Regions from separate parts of the Mus musculus genome. Here region 2 is linked to region 1. Evidence: chromatin contacts called from public Hi-C data. All regions are on one chromosome and are shown on one strand. The core of a region is the stretch at or near the end of the contact, and the rest is flanking DNA. Distances in the headings are between cores, read along the strand shown. Region 1 overlaps Sec16b (SEC16 homolog B (S. cerevisiae)). Region 2 overlaps Astn1 (astrotactin 1).

The links. A called contact is a pair of places that touch in the nucleus more often than the background predicts.
Region 2: a contact with region 1 is called in a Hi-C map of cerebral cortex, with 5 times the contacts expected there. The contact joins two enhancer-like sites. A contact is called at or near these places in 1 of 484 Hi-C or Micro-C datasets (cerebral cortex) and 2 of 115 datasets of contacts at active chromatin or transcription factors (astrocytes and embryonic basal ganglia).

Annotation. Positions count from the first base shown.
Region 1 is chr1:157,552,511-157,555,892 of GRCm38.p6, forward strand. It overlaps Sec16b (SEC16 homolog B (S. cerevisiae)), which reads left to right. Exons shown (of 26, transcript NM_001159986.1): 14 at 423-534; 15 at 2,237-2,342. Among named protein-coding and RNA genes, the nearest start is that of Sec16b, 28 kb to the left of the region's middle. Within about 2 kb of position 1,876, at least 50 of the 459 cell types and tissues checked have an H3K27ac peak or open chromatin away from gene starts, as enhancers often do. A contact at or near this core is called in cerebral cortex, where this site is marked.
Region 2 is chr1:158,546,126-158,549,507 of GRCm38.p6, forward strand. The region is part of intron 8 of Astn1 (astrotactin 1); the gene reads left to right. The region is part of intron 1 of Gm37679 (a long non-coding RNA gene); the gene reads right to left. Among named protein-coding and RNA genes, the nearest start is that of Gm37679, 6.6 kb to the right of the region's middle. Within about 2 kb of position 1,871, at least 46 of the 459 cell types and tissues checked have an H3K27ac peak or open chromatin away from gene starts, as enhancers often do. A contact at or near this core is called in cerebral cortex, where this site is marked.

The DNA of each region.
Region 1 (3,382 bases), core at 626-3,125:
ACAAGGAAGCAGCCACACCCCACAAGCAGCCACACCCCACAAGGAAGCAGCCACACCCCACAAGGATGTTTAAAATCCGTTTCTGATGTCCTACTTTACTTAGGTATAGGCATCTTGTCTCGATTCTCAGCCCCAGGAATGACCATGACTTTTAGAAAATTCCCAATGAAAAACTCATCAGGGGGACGTGAAACAGCACACAGCATCCTGGTTGTGGCTGATGAGAACTGAAATGCAGGATCTGAGGTCAGAAACACTGATGCAGGAGGGAAGGAAAGGGAGATGTCACAAGAACTCCCCTGGTTTATTCATATCAGGTTTCCGCTCTGACCCTGGGGTCCACTATTTAACTCTCTGTTCTACTCAGACACTGGGTCCCACAGGGTGTGCCTCACGCCTGGGCTCTTGTTCTCCTCCTGCAGCTGGAAAAGGGCTTGTGGAGGCATCTCACTTCTGCTATCTCATGGCTCATGTGCCCTTTGGTCACTATACGGTGAAGACAGATCATCTGGCCTTGGTGGGCAGTAGCCACAGGTACGTATGTGACTTTTGTAAAGATGATTTGCACGGGTTATTTTAGCCCTTACTGGGTTTCATGGCTTCACTACTCATTTTCTTGTGTAAATTTCCGCTACTGCCCGCTCTTCCTCTCTATCTTCTGCATTAGTCTAGGCAAGGTGACCAGAGGGTGCCACATCACACCACCAGAGGGCCTTTGGTGCTGTTAGTGCTCTTGGTGTGTGTTGAACTCTTCTGGCCACTGGGTGGCAGCCTAGCTCCACAACCAGAGATAACATAGAAAAATGAAGTTTACAATAGTATATTTTGGGCAGCCCTGGGCTTATTCTAGGAGCCTACTTTTTGGGGCCTCCATACTACTTCAATATATTAATTTGGAGCACAAGCTCTTTGGAACCTTCTGCATCAGTCACTTGTTTTCTGGTAGCCACATATCAGGGTGTTTCCCCCCCCCCCCCAAGGACCCCAAAGCCCTGGAGAAAGAGTGAGTTGAAGCAGATAATCTTACCCTGGGTGGTCCTCACTGTTCTGGATCTTTCTACCTCTTTCTCCTTAATAGTTGTGATTTCTGAGCAGTCATGGTATTGCGCTCCTAGAATTCTAGCAGTCAAGAGGTATAGACAGGGGGATTGTAGCAAGGCCAATGCTAGCCAGGGTGGTGCAATGAGTTCTAGGCTAGCCAGCCAGCCAGGGCTACGAACCTGTCTCAAGAGAGAGAAAGAAGACATTTCTGAGATGCAGAGCTATCAGTGTCTTTGCAATGTTTGCTTTGTTACAGATTTACTTTATAAAAAGGTAACTGCACCGGGGAAGCAAGGTATTGAGGGATTGAAAGCCTTGTCTAAGGTAGCCTCTCGGGTGCACCATCAGGATGGACTTGGAGTCTAGACAGTAAGGTTGCAGGAGCAAAAGTTGTAGCTGATATTCCTAATCCTCTACCACCATAGCAATCGGTGCTCCTCACAGATTCTTCTCTTGAGCCTGGGCTCAGATAGAAGAGTCATCTTCTCAAGGCAGTCTGTCTGGGCTAAGCAAGCCCATAAAGGTACCTCGCTTCCTATAGCCCATGTTCATGACTCCTGGGGGAGTTTCTTGAGATATGTTAGCTTCTGGAATTATTCTGATGACTGGAATATAGGGCACCTGGCAAGCTGTAGAGGGGAGACGGCAAGTGTGTGTGTGTGTGTGTGTGTGTGTATGTGTGTGTGTATCACATTCACCTGTTTTCTTTCCTCACTGGCCGGATGAACTTCCTGTGCAAGATCTGTCATTTCTTTCTGGCTCCATTGTCCTCCCCAGTCTGTGCCAGGCCATCTGTGGTGCTCCTGGACTCCACGGCTTCCTCTTTTGCACTTGGCAAGCTCAGGCTGCTCTGTCTTTCCTGGGGCATGCCAGGCTGAGGGCTGAGGGCTGAGGGCTGAGGGCTGAGGGCTGAGGACTGAGGGCTGAGGGCTGAGGGCTGAGGGCTGAGGACTAGTTTTTAGGAGGTTGAAGTGGGAGGTGTTGAAGGGGGATGTTAAGGGAGGTGCAGAGCCTCCTCCTCACAAGCAGGCTCTTCTAGAAGTGCTGGCACTCTCACTTATTGCCCAAACCTAAAGAGATGGAGGTCAAGGAGGAAGTGCAGTCTATCTTGAGCCCACAGGCTCTTTCCTCTTATAGACCTGCCTGAGAGCAGCATCTCCGCCTCACCTCTGTTCTTGTTATTCCCTGCTTTTAGTCAAGAGTTTATGAAATTTGCAACAATTGAGGCTATCCAGCGGACGGAAATCTTCGAGTACTGCCAGATGCTGGGCCGCCCCAAATCCTTCATCCCTTCTTTCCAGGTAACTGAACCCCGAGGGGGGCGGGGCGGGGCGGGGCGGCCATCAGCGATGCTGTGTCTAGGTTGTGGGCAGCCAGGTTCTTAGCCTTGCTGTTTGGCACCTGGTACCACCGGCCAAGTCATCTCCTGCATTTGTCCTCTTTAACGGGAGTGCGGGAAGGCTTAGGGTTTCTTTTTATGTTCCCGGAAGGTCAGAATTTTACAGCATGAAAGCAAACGGTTCAGAAGTCTTTGCTGGAGGCATACATGCGGAAATCTTGCTGCAGTTCTGCCCCTCCCTCCCTTCCTGTCCTCCTGCTGCCCTGGGCTCTTCTCTCCTAGCACTTCCGCTCAGCTCCTCCTCAGCTCCTACAGCCCTCTGGTCCCTCTGACAGCTCACCTTCTGACCACTCCCCCTTTCTCAGGAGCTTCCCTCCTGCTCTGGCCTTAGTCCATTCTCTCTTTCTTCTCAGGGTTTCAGTTGTATAGGTGGCAACCGCACTGCCAGGCTCTTTTCTCTCCCCTCAGCCCCTCTGTTTGGCATCTCGTTGCTACCCTATGTCCGTAGGCATCGCGTCATCCTCCAGTCCGATCCCCTATGTGTTTTGAGACCTGCTACCCAGTGGCCTTTTCTCGCGTCTCTTGCTGGTGTGGAGTGTGAACTTCACTGAAGCCTTGCAGCAAACTGGCATAAAACCGAGGTAGTTTGTTTCTGGGCTGGGAATAGGACTATCTCAGCCACAGCACTGACTCCAAGGTCCCCATCTCCCATTCACTCGACACTACTCTGTATTTTCTTTCCCTTTTATGGGAAGGTACCTTTCTTTTCTGCCTTAAGTACCTTCTTCAGGCCTGAGACCTTGTCTAAATGGATATCCTCAAGGTCCGCTGTTGAGAATGTACACAGCTACAATAGCAACGCACACTCAACACAGAACACACGTAACCTTGGGAATGAGTCCCTGTATTGTAAATACATGACCCATTTAGCCTCTCCTTTCTGAGAGTTTTGCCTTGCCTAGCTGCTCCTCCACAGGGCTCCAGCGTAGGCACTTTGGTTGC
Region 2 (3,382 bases), core at 621-3,120, 990 kb after region 1:
TGTGACAGTAGCAAAATTACAGTTACGAAGTAGAACTGAAAACAATTTTATGGCTGGGAGTCAGCACAAACTGAGGAATTGTATTTAAGGATCACATTAGGAAGGTTGAGAACCGCTGTCTTACATCACGCCCTCTTCATGGGTCACAGCTGCCATTTTACAGGCCATTGTAAGGTATTTTTAAATTATCAACCAAACAGTGGCGTCTACTTAAAATGTATGGCTATTACTTTTCCTAATGGCCCCTAAGTTGTAGATATAAATACTAATTCTGTAGTAAATGGAACTTGTAGATATTTCCTTCAGCCTAGCGAAGGTGTGACAATCAGGGAATCACCTTGGAGAGTTGATTTTTATTCCTGAGGCTCCCCTCAGAAGGTGGCATTATCACCCTGAGCTTGCGTCTGGCCACATCACCATGAGAAGATCAAATAAATTACTACCTGGCTCATGGTTATGTGGAGCCAAGAGTTGAGTCCAAGGCTGGGAGGCTCTGAAACCCATCCCCCAGCGTACTGCTCTCCTGAGGACTTAAGGAAGATCAGCTCTTAAGACTGTCAGAGCTAAAACAGGCTTCCCACTAATCCAGCTGGTCACACAGCTGATTAATGTTGAATTATCTGGGATCAGGTCTCCTGATGGCAGCTTGTGCATTATTTCCTCTTCAATGAACTCTTTCTTCCCAGCTTCGGACAACCACTTTTAATGGCCTCTAGGGGTTTCACGGTCAAATGTAAAAGGTGTTTTACTACCTGAAGTACAGAAAAATGAGGGTCTCTGGGAGAGAATACCAAAACTAATTATACGGGGTCAGGCATTAGTTTGCAGAGAGAGAAGAACAAACGTAAGGGGTATAACTTGGTAAACACACTGATATAAGATGTGTCCCTGCTCTAGGAGTATCTGTAAGATAACAATGTCATGAGGCAGGGTGTTAAGGACTTTGAAGTAGATATAACCAGGAAATTGGATGAAATAAAAGAAAGAGGAAGGCTGAGCACGTGCTATTGATGTATGGGCACCACAGGCATCTCTGCATTGCCTGGCTGATGGAGAAAATCCTGTACAACATACCTGGTGATGTGGGGTATGAATAACTGATCTCTGGGGGTTTCCCCAAGGCTTCTTTCCTCTATGCAGTTTATAGAGTGCTGCATCCACCCCAGTGCTCTTACCCACTGAGCCATCTCACCAGCCCTCTTCATTGTTTTCTACTGGCTTCTTTATTCTTCATTTGCTTCCCTCTTCAGCTATGCCCACCCCAGCCTTCTCTTAGCATTCCAATTTCCCTTCTGTGCTTTCCCTGCCACCACATCCTCGCACTCACTCCCCGCTCACTTTATCCCTCTGAGCATTCATCCTCATCTTCTCTTCCTCTTCTTTCTATGGAGCCTGGTATATTGCACGCCTCTGCTCTTCCTTCTCTCGGCCTCCAGAACAGAAGATGAAATTTGCCACTCTGACAAAGAGAACAAAAGCCAAAAGTCCCTACTAAAGTTACAAGGACAGCAATTTTTCTTTTTAGGGGATTTTAATTTTAAAATGAGAAAAAAAATTTTTTTCAGCCTCCTCCTCCTCCCCCAACCCCTGCTGTGCTCGCACTGCTGTGAGCCTCAGGGAAGGCTGGGAGCATCCAGAGAGGGACAGCCAGATAAAAAGCTGCTCCTTGGTTCAGAACATTTCTGCGCTCCTGTTCCCTCCCATCCTCGCTCCTTTTGACTGTGTTTGTCTGGGATCCAGGCAGAAAATGGTAGAATTAGCATTTTTAATAAAGGAAACTGGAGAAAAGGGAGGCAGCTCAGGAAAGCTGAAGGAGGGAAGGAAGCCCAAATCTACTGACAGTCAACACTCCCCTTTTAGAGCCAGAGAGAGCTCAAGGTGGGGGCAGGGGAGGCAAGCAAGAGAAGCCAGAGTTTGGAGTTTACAAGAAGTACTCAGGCTGATATAATTGGAGCTTTGAGCACAGGCAGAAACAGTTGGGAGGTGGGAAATTGCTGTGCTGGATTGAGTTTGGCTCAACTTGATACTGAGGCCCAGCTTTGTGAAATGGTTTCTAATTTAGCCCATTTTCTCTGTCTTCCTGGAATGAGCCATTATTCGTCCATTACCAGCAAAAAATCATGGTCCAAGCTAACCCCTTCTTTTCTTTTCTCCTCTTCCTCTTCTTCACTTGCTCTGTAGGAAAGCAGAAGAAATTCACCAGAGGCGGGGGACAACATGTACCCTTCATTTAAAAAGAGAAAGTGACCCCCACTTTCGGAGACCTGGTGTGACTGGCATCCTCTTCCCTCTTTCCCGTGTCACAGGCTATGGATGCAAAACTTTAATGGAGTTGCTAGGTTTGCGTTGTTTTGTGTGTTTGGCCATTGGACCTCCGCAGGATGAGGCTTAATTGGCTCTTTTCCTACCACTGAAAGGGATGGAAAATATCGCCAGGCGAAGGTTACTGTTTTCCAAAGAAAGTGGCAGTGATGAGATCTAATGCCTCTGACAGCTGGATAAAAAGTTGCTAAATAAGAATAAATTGAATGTCTAAGCCCACAGTCATTCAGAAGGTAACAGAAACCCCAAACACCGAAATGAAGCACCTTGTCACACACAGCATTCTTCTTCCACCACACTTATAACCCCATGGGAGTCAAAATAGTAGCAAATGTATTTCATTTTCTTAAACTCAATTCTGTAAAAGATCAGGACAAGTCAAAACTGGGTGAATACTCTTTTTTTTTTTTTCCTTTGACCTGAGTTTCAGCCTATTAAATACTTAAGACCTCTTCCTTGGTGCAGTGTCAACTGGGTAATTGCGGACATCTCACATATTTAGACTTGATGCTAATCCTGCAGCATTAACAAAAGAGTGACTGCCACAGCCAGTGTTCCTTACATATGGATTTGACCATTTTAGCCTCATTCAAACAGACAGTAGAATGTGTATGTTTGTATAAATTCTTATTTCCATCTGGCCTATATATCTTATTCCTGAAATTTGATTTCTTTCATCAGAAAGCTATCCTACCTTCCCTTGTTCTTGCAGTGATGACCTGGTATAGATACCAGGCATCTAAATGTTAAATAAATAAGATTAAAATAAAATATGTAAGATCCTTACATCAAAGAACATTTCTTAAGAACGGGGAGCAACAAATAGCTCTTAGGTTCTGTCAAGGAATAAATACCATCTCTGAGTTTAGGATCCAAAAGTAGGATTAACATCACTTGGATACTTAAAAGCACATTTAGGTTAGTTAGAGTGTGGGTTTAGACCCAGAACCAAGTTTCTCTGAGGGAGTGAGAAATTCACTTGGAAGGTTCTTTGTTACTATATCTAGCGCTACATTGTGTTTTCCCCTCATTTCTATTCATTTGAATATATGCCTTGACC